2 separate regions of the Mus musculus genome follow, and region 2 is linked to region 1. Evidence: chromatin contacts called from public promoter capture Hi-C data. All regions are on one chromosome and are shown on one strand. Each heading gives the region's core, a stretch centred on a gene start, on an enhancer-like site or on the middle of the called end of the contact. The rest is flanking DNA. Distances are from core to core; before and after follow the strand shown.

Region 1 (3,977 bases), core at 624-3,123:
ACCATCTGTAATGGGATCCGATGCCCTCTTCTGGTTTGTCTGAAGACAGGAACAGTGTATTTACATACATTAAATAAATAAATAAATCTTTAAAAAACAAAAAACAAAAAACAGAGTACCTGGCTTGATAACATTGGGCCTCTAGTTCTATTTTACCAGTGGTTCCGTTATGGCCCACTGCCTTTGAGATACAGTGGAATGGCTGTCTTTTTTTCTATCTGTTTATATGCACTTTTTGAGTGGCCTCAGTTATTTGTTTCCTTATTACAAGCCCCAAAAGGTTAGAAAATATTTCTGGATGACACAGCTTATAAATAGAGTTAGGATTTTACCAAAGCCCAAATGGTAGCAAACAAAGACACCATTTCCTCTCCCCAAAGCAAGATCAACAGAAAAGGTGACCAATATGTGGTGATGTACACTTATAATCCCTGCCCTTGGGAAGGCTGACTGATGCAGGAGTATTGAAAGTTCAAAGCCAGTCTGGGCTACATGGTGAGACCCTGTCAAAGGTAGAACTAAGGACGTTCCCAACGCCAGCAGCCTTACCTTTATGTATAGTACCCCTCAATTTCTCCACCTCATACAAATGGGGGTATCTAATACATGGGGCAAAAAATTCTCTCTTTTTTTCATGGTAGGTTAGGTTATCTTAGATTTCCATGGCTATGGTAAAGGTCATGATCAATACTGGGCGCACGCCTTTGATCCCAACACTCAGAAGGCAGAGGCAGGCAGATCTCGGAATTCCAGGTCAGCCTGATCTGCAGAACAAGTTTCAGAACAGCCAGGGCTACACAGGGAAACCCTGTCCCAAAAAGAACAAAAACAAACAAGAGATCATGATCAAAAGCAACTTGGGGAGGAATGGGTTTATTTCATTTTACAGCTGTAGTCTTCCTGAAGGGAAGTCAGGGTAGGACCAGCAGGCAGGAAGTGAAGCAAAAGCCAGAAGAAATGTTCCTTACTGGTTGCTTACTGCTTAGGCTTGCTCATCCTAGGCGAGTTTGGTTTGGCTTCTTACATGCCCTAGGACTACCCATCCGGGGCGCCACCATCCACAGTGATCTGCAGCCTCCCACATCAATTACTAATTAAAAAAAAAAAAATCCCCTGCAGACTTGCCTATAGGCAACTTCATAGAGGCATTTCCTCACTGAGGTTCCTCCTCCTTGATAACACTAGCTTGTATCAAGTTGACTAAAGAAGAATATACATATACATCATATACATATATATCATATACATATATATCATATACATATACATATACATATACATATACATATACATATACATATACATATACATATACATATACATATACATATACATATACATATACATATACATATACATATACATATGGATGTCTCTTAAAATAGTTTATTAATTTCATTCTCTAATGTTAAAAGTCTATAAATTATTAATTTCATTCTCTAATGTTAAAAGTCTATAAATGCAGTAATCTATCTGTCTCAACCTACAACCTATTGTACCAACAGAGTAATTACTGAAGAGTCTACTTCAAATATCATGGACCTCAATCTAACACAAATACTTACTATGTTGCAACTTGTTTTCTAGTTTAGTATGTGAACCTCTCTCTCTCTCTCTCTCTCTCTCTCCCTCCCTTCCTCCCTCCCTCCCTCCCTCTCCGTGTGTGTGTGTGTGTGTGTGTGTGTGTGTGTGTGTGTGTGTGTGTGTATGTATGCATGTATACTAACATTCCTTGATAAATGCTTCCTGTGGGTGGACATTTAGGCTTCTGTAATGTCTCCTTATTGTTCTTCTTGCTATTAGGAAGCAGCCGGGAACAGCCTGTACATCTGGCTTTGGAAATGTGTGCACATTTGTCTACAAAATAAATTTAGAAAAGCAGAAATGGTGAGTCAAAGAATCGAACATTTTAAATCGTTACAACATTAATTGTGTTGTGCCATACTTTGCCAAATTAATTTTAAATGCTCATGCCTTTGTGTCCTCCCAGGAGAAACAGTGCACAGGGTATTGGTAAGGATCTTAGCCAAATGTGGACCGGGGATGGGGGGTGGGAGGGGGTAGAAATCATCAAATTTTAATCTTTGCCAATCCCATGGGAGTCAAAATAAGTGAGTCCCTGAATTTTCTTTAACTATCAGTGAGCATGATCCTTGTTTATGAACAAAACATGCTTTCTATACATGGCCTCCTTCTCTGTCCTTTCTTTAAGTGGCCTCCCTCTCTGTCCCCTCTTTACCTGGCCTTGTTACAAATGTTGCCATATTTTCTTCCCGGACCATCTTACCTCTGGTTTCAAGCATTTTTTTTTTTTTTTTTTTTTTTTTGGCTGTAAGCAAACCTGCTCTCCTTCCCTTTACTGTTCTAATTCTCACTCTGTGCTCTACAGAGCTGTACCTGGTTCTAAGATTTTTCTTAGTTCCTGAGAGTTTTGCTCTCATGCTTTTATAGATCCACATTTTTTTACATTGAAACATTTGATCCTTCTGGGATTTATTTGGTGCAAGGAAACAGGAATCAAAGCTTTCCCGGGTGAGGCAGTTACTCACACCAGGAAAACACTCTGAGTACAACCAAAACCTCGATGGCGCATGGAAAGCAAGTGATCGCTGTATCAAGGCTAGGCAGTTCGCCGCCATGTTCACCATCTCCCTCAGCCTCCACTATCTGGCTGCCTCATGCCCTCAGCCTCCACCATCCGGCTGCCTCATGATGACCTCATGGTCTGTGCAGCTGACTGAGTCAAGCCTCAGTTTACCTCGCAAGTGTGCCGACATCGATCAACTGAATGCATCTTCATTATTTTCCTACTTTAGGAATTCTTAACTTTTTAGAAATACTGATCGCATATATGATATATGTTTCTATCCTTGTTCTTGCTCTTTTGCCCCAGCCTGAGTCAATGCCAATGTCTCTTACTGCCCTGCTTCCTATCAAAGCATCTCATTACCCACTCATTTACAAGCACATAGCACGGCCTTGATGCAATCCACAAAAAGAACATTGGAATATGTTCTTATATGTGTCTGTCATGAATTCAGCTGTTTGTCCCTGCATTAGATGTTTCCTTGCCTGTGTCACCACGTTAAGAGTTCTTCTGACTCCTCCCCTGAGAGATGAGTTGACATCAGAAGGTTGTCGACAAAGACCTAGTCACTGACAATATTTTGAGAGCAGAAAGAAAAATGGTAATGGTGGATTTGTATAATGAGAAGAGCCTTGGTGAATGACAGTACCACACAAAGATAGTATCTTACACTGGAGACGCCAGGAAGTCTGACAGTTGGCTCCATGTCATTCACCTGGGATATGTAATATTATTAGATCATTAGCCTCTCGGCCTTTGCCCAAAACCTGCTCTTGTTTCTGAGCCAGCAGTGTCAGCACCCACAAAGGCCTCACCATTCCAGTCTCTGGAGTCCCTGTGCAAGGACACCTCTGAACGAGGGACAGAAAAAAAAATCATTAAGCAACTTCTTGTTGTTCAGTGGCTGAAGAATGCATAGGTCCAAATCAATCAATCAATCAATCTGTCTATCTATCTATATCTCTCATTTGTTCTCTCTAGTTCTTTCCTTCTCTCTCTTTTCTTCTCTATTCTATGCTGAAATAGTGCCTGAAAGAAAATGAAATGTCAAACAAAAACAAATATATTGTGTACTGGCTAGTTTTGTGTCAACTTGACACAGCTGGCGTTATCACAGAGAAAGGAGCTTCAGTTGAGGAAATGCTTCCATGAGATCCAATTGTAAGGCATTTTCTCAATTAGTGATCAAGGAGGAAAGGCCCCTTGTGGGTGGGACCATCTCTGGGCTGGTAGTCTTGGTTCTATAAGAGAGCAGGCTGAGCAAGAAGCCAGGGAAAGCAAGCCAGTAAAGAACATCCCTCCATGGCCTCTGCATCAGCTCCTGCTCCCTGACCTGCTTGAGTTCCAGTCCTGACTTCCTTTAGTGATGAACAGCAATGTGGGAAGTGTA
Region 2 (4,164 bases), core at 1,426-3,925, 400 kb before region 1:
GCTTAAATTGTATGGCCGTTTAGAAAGCATCTCTGGGAAGCCAATGCAGGTCTGGATAAAGGGTTACTATGGAGATACCGTTGCAATAGCGCTCAGGGATAGGTTCCCAGCCGGGACTGATTTTATTGTTGCGTCTGAGGACGTGACCTGAACACCCACAGCAGCTGCATTGGAAGCAGTCAAATTCATTGGGATGACTAATGCGTTTGTCGCTTTTCTTAGGTGACAGAACCCTGCTACTCATCTTTGAGGAACACTACTTGGCTGTCCTGGCAAAGCAGTAGCTGAAGACTGGTCTCAGATACGCTTCTAAAATTTAAATTATCTTTTAATGTGTTTGTTTTGTATGTGTGCATGTGTGCGGGCATGCCTTTGCCAGGGTAGGCATGTGGAGGAGATCTGGGAAGGGGGACGGCTTCAGTCAGTTCTTCTATGCGGGTCCTGGGCATCGGCTCATCAGGCTAGATGACACGTGCCTGTACCTGCTAAGCCATTTCAGTGTTGCCTCCCTCAGATAGTTTTCAATTTGGCCCAAACCGCAGCATTTTAAATAACACGCTAGAGGCTCGTCGCTCGTTTTTCTATGTTAGGGATCGCTGCCTAGGTAGGTCACTGAAAAACATCTGGCTTCACATATAGAGAGAATATTCTGTGCTCCCTGCTTCAGGAGTAGGGTGGTGAGCACTCATGGCTCTTCAGTGATGCCCTTTGTAATTTTCGCAGTGCCAGGGTTTGAACTCAGTGTTCCCATAGTCTTCGATATTTTTTTCCCTTTCTGAAACAGGGTCTCCTGTTTTTTTTTTTGTTTGTTTGTTTTTTGTTTTTGTTTTTGTTTTTGTTTTTTCGAGACAGGGTTTCTCTGTATAGCCCTGGCTGTCCTGGAGCTCACTTTGTAGAACAGGCTGGCCTCGAACTCAGAAATCCGCCTGCCTCTGCCTCCTGAGTGCTGGGTTTAAAGGTTTCAAATGAAGCCATCTGTAGGCAGCACCACCCAGGTGACAGGTTCATGGTTCACGACGGTACCTCAGAATTAAATGCACTCTTAGACTCCTGGGAGACAAGAGATGCTCCAGGCAAGGTGGTAGAAGGTAGGTGTGCCTAGATTAGGGAGTATCAGCAACCACTGACAGGGTTGGTTCACAGGTTTACGCGATACTCCATGGAGATGCTCAGTCATGCTTACTACAGGATAAGGAGAAAATGGGCACACTTTGTAGGCAAATAGAGTGAGGATGCTCATGTTGGTTGAATCTGATTGACCTGGTAAGGGCAAGGGAAGTGTTTGAACAATGATTGGCAGACAGTAATGTTTTCATCTTAGCTTTGGCCCAGGAAGCTAAATGGACAGCCCAGCTCTATAAATATAGTAGGTATGTGCTGTCCGAGAATATACCAGGAATGCTTAAGAATCGCATCACTGGAGTGTGCATGACCCTCCATGCTTACAGTCAAATCTTGATCATAGGATTGGATGCTTTCCTGCGTCCCAAATTGTGTATCTCAAATGTTTGCTTTGACCTTTAAAACAAGGTCCTGTGTAGCCCAGGTTGGCCTCAAAATCCTCTTGCCTGTTCATTCAAGGGTGGGGATTCAAGGTACGAGTCAGCTAGCTATCTCACAGTTTGAGCAACCCAGCAGAAGGACATCAAAAGTCCTTTAGGGGCTGGAGAGATGGCTCAGCAGTTAAGGGATCTGATGCCTTCTGGTGGGTCTAAGGACAGCTACAGTGTACTCATATAAATAAAATAAATAAATCTTTTTTTTAAAGTCCTGTAGAATTGACTCTGGGGAGCCCAGAGTTTAGACTTAGTTGCAAGAAGATGCTGTGGTCCATTTTGCAGATTGCTGCCATTGAAACGCTGTCTGGAGTTCCCATAAAGAAAGACCATATGAGCCACGTATAGGGTATAGATCAGTTTATTGCTATGGACAAGGTTTCTGCACTCCTCAAAGAATCTGTGAAAGTAGGCTTAAAACTCAGTGATGGGTCAGGCATGAGATCAAACACGTGCTTAACTTGTTGGATGCTAGGACCCATCCCCTGTACTACAAAATGAAAATAAACCCTCAGGGCTTTTCCAAGACTGGTGACAGGGGTGCTGATGAGTTTCTGTAGGTGGGGGGTGGAGGGGCAGATGCAGGATACATTTGAGATATTACTGTTACAGTTCGAAATAGTAACATCTGAGACCTGATTTGTTTTAAAGGATCAAGCCTGGATTAAAATGAGAGTGAATCTGGTGTAGCCAGAGAGCAGGCGAACCAAGGAAACAATACACTGCTCCCCACAACAGTGGCCAGAGAGAGGTAGGGCTGGATTAAGGTAGACCTGCTAAACCCAGCACTTTCCTCTTCAATGCCACTCGCTTGTTGTTCGCCATCTGTCACCTCACAACGCCCACACACTATGGTTAAAACAATTTCCAATTGCGATCCCCTAAAATAAAGCTTAATATATTCACATCTGGCGGTTTTCCTGCCCCAGTTTATGCTTAGCGTTGGCCTTCATTTTAGCAAACTATTCCGTGATTGCTTTGTGTTGCTTTGGAAGTGTTTCTGGATGGGGGATTTGTGGCTCTGTTTGATTGCATTGTGATTGCGTTCGCAAGTGACAGAGCAGAAAGGAAATCTGAAGTCTGTTTTTATCTCATGTCTGTGTGGGTACCAGCTCTGGTAGCAGATCAAGAATCAGCTGAGCAAGGTTTAGAAGTACAGGTTTCTGAGACCTAGGGAACAGAAGACCCAGGAGGGAGTAGGGCGTTTAGTTGAAGAATTAGATCATCCCAGGAGGTCAGTGCACTGGCCCAGGCTGCCTGTGGACATGGATGTTAGGCAGGCTGAGCAAGAAGGATCTTTGCAGCCCAGGGGTTTCAGATCAGTCTGGGCGGTGTCGAGAAGGGTCATCCTTTTGGGATGTGTAGCCCGGACTGCTAACAGTGGTTATCGTTTACAAGTCCCGTCAGAAACCTTCAATGCAACTGGTGAAGAGTCCCCTCCATTTGGGCTGGCCTCTGAGCGGTTTACTCTGAGGATTTAGAATGCTGAAACGTCTGAGTTTCCTAACCATGAATCATGGAAAAATGGCTTCAGCAATACCAGGGTTTGGTAGAACACAGGCTTTGGAGTAGAGATGAGTTTTGACCTGGCTCTACTACCCTGCTTTCTTGGCTGTGATGTCTTCATTTCCACAACTGTCACATGGACATGTAATTCTTTCAGGATTGCCCTTTTTGGAGCTCTAAGTCATACCTCCAACATCCCAGTTGCTAAGCTGCTAATGAGTGATGTTCTTTCCTTCTTGGCATAGGGAAGATCTTCCACGTAGTTGGGTGCTTCAGAGCTCGTAAAGGTCTTATACCCCTACTAGTTCTGTTTTGAGGTACTATTTGTTTGCTCCCCCTAACCCCTGTCTTTCTTTTTTTGCCCAATTTTCCCACTGATTCCTCCCCCAAGCCTTTAAAGTTGGGACCAAGAGAGTTTTACCCTTGGGAACAGTACCAAGTGCCACAGTCTTTTCAAGCAAAAAGTATAAAATACCTTCAGTTTAACCAAAGTGAGCTTCTTTGAAAAAACTGTATCCTCCGCTCTGCATGCCGAGGCATCATTAGACCACCCGCTGTCTCTCCTCTCCCCTGCTCTTAAGGATGCTTTCCGCCCTTACCCATGTGCTTCTACAGGGGAGCCAGCAGCTCTCTCTTCATCTGGCCTTGGCTCTGCTCCACCATTCCTTCTAATTGCTCTCCTGAACCCAGGGCTTTCTCCAGCACACCTGTAAAGACAGCGGTTCACCTTTCAAACCCTCACACTGGAGGTGTTGCGCACCTGGGCACCTAGGGAACTGGGAAGGCTGAGAGGCTCAAGGAGACCTGTTCTTTTTCTTTGACAGACAGTATGTAGCTTCCTTTGGGGAAGAAGAAACCTTCTCCACTGGCAATTAGCATTTTCCCATTTCCGTTGAATTTACATTCCTGAAGTGTAACGTTAGGCCATTTCTTTCCATTTTATTCAGGAGAAGCTGCTACCTGGTATTAGTCAAGTATCTCAGCGCCCCACAGTGATTTGTGTATTACTTATAACACAGCCGTTTTGACAGATGGCAGTTTTCGATGATGAGAGGAGTTGACCAGATGGGGAAGGGTAGGAGGGGAGTGGGTGGGTGTCTGG

The links. Promoter capture Hi-C pulls out the DNA fragments that hold promoters and counts their contacts.
Region 2: a promoter capture Hi-C map of hippocampal neurons shows a contact between it and region 1, with 2.8 times the contacts expected there. The contact joins two enhancer-like sites. A contact is called at or near these places in 1 of 39 promoter capture datasets (hippocampal neurons) and 2 of 115 datasets of contacts at active chromatin or transcription factors (bone marrow-derived macrophages and embryonic basal ganglia).

Annotation. Positions count from the first base shown.
Region 1 is chr8:34,288,702-34,292,678 of GRCm38.p6, reverse strand. No RefSeq gene overlaps it. Among named protein-coding and RNA genes, the nearest start is that of Gm29243, 74 kb to the right of the region's middle. Within about 2 kb of position 1,873, at least 2 of the 459 cell types and tissues checked have an H3K27ac peak or open chromatin away from gene starts, as enhancers often do. A contact at or near this core is called in hippocampal neurons, where this site is marked.
Region 2 is chr8:34,684,847-34,689,010 of GRCm38.p6, reverse strand. It overlaps Gm46069 (a long non-coding RNA gene), which reads left to right. Exons shown (of 2, transcript XR_001778750.2): 2 at 223-332. Among named protein-coding and RNA genes, the nearest start is that of Gm46069, 3.0 kb to the left of the region's middle. Within about 2 kb of position 2,675, at least 8 of the 459 cell types and tissues checked have an H3K27ac peak or open chromatin away from gene starts, as enhancers often do. A contact at or near this core is called in hippocampal neurons, where this site is marked.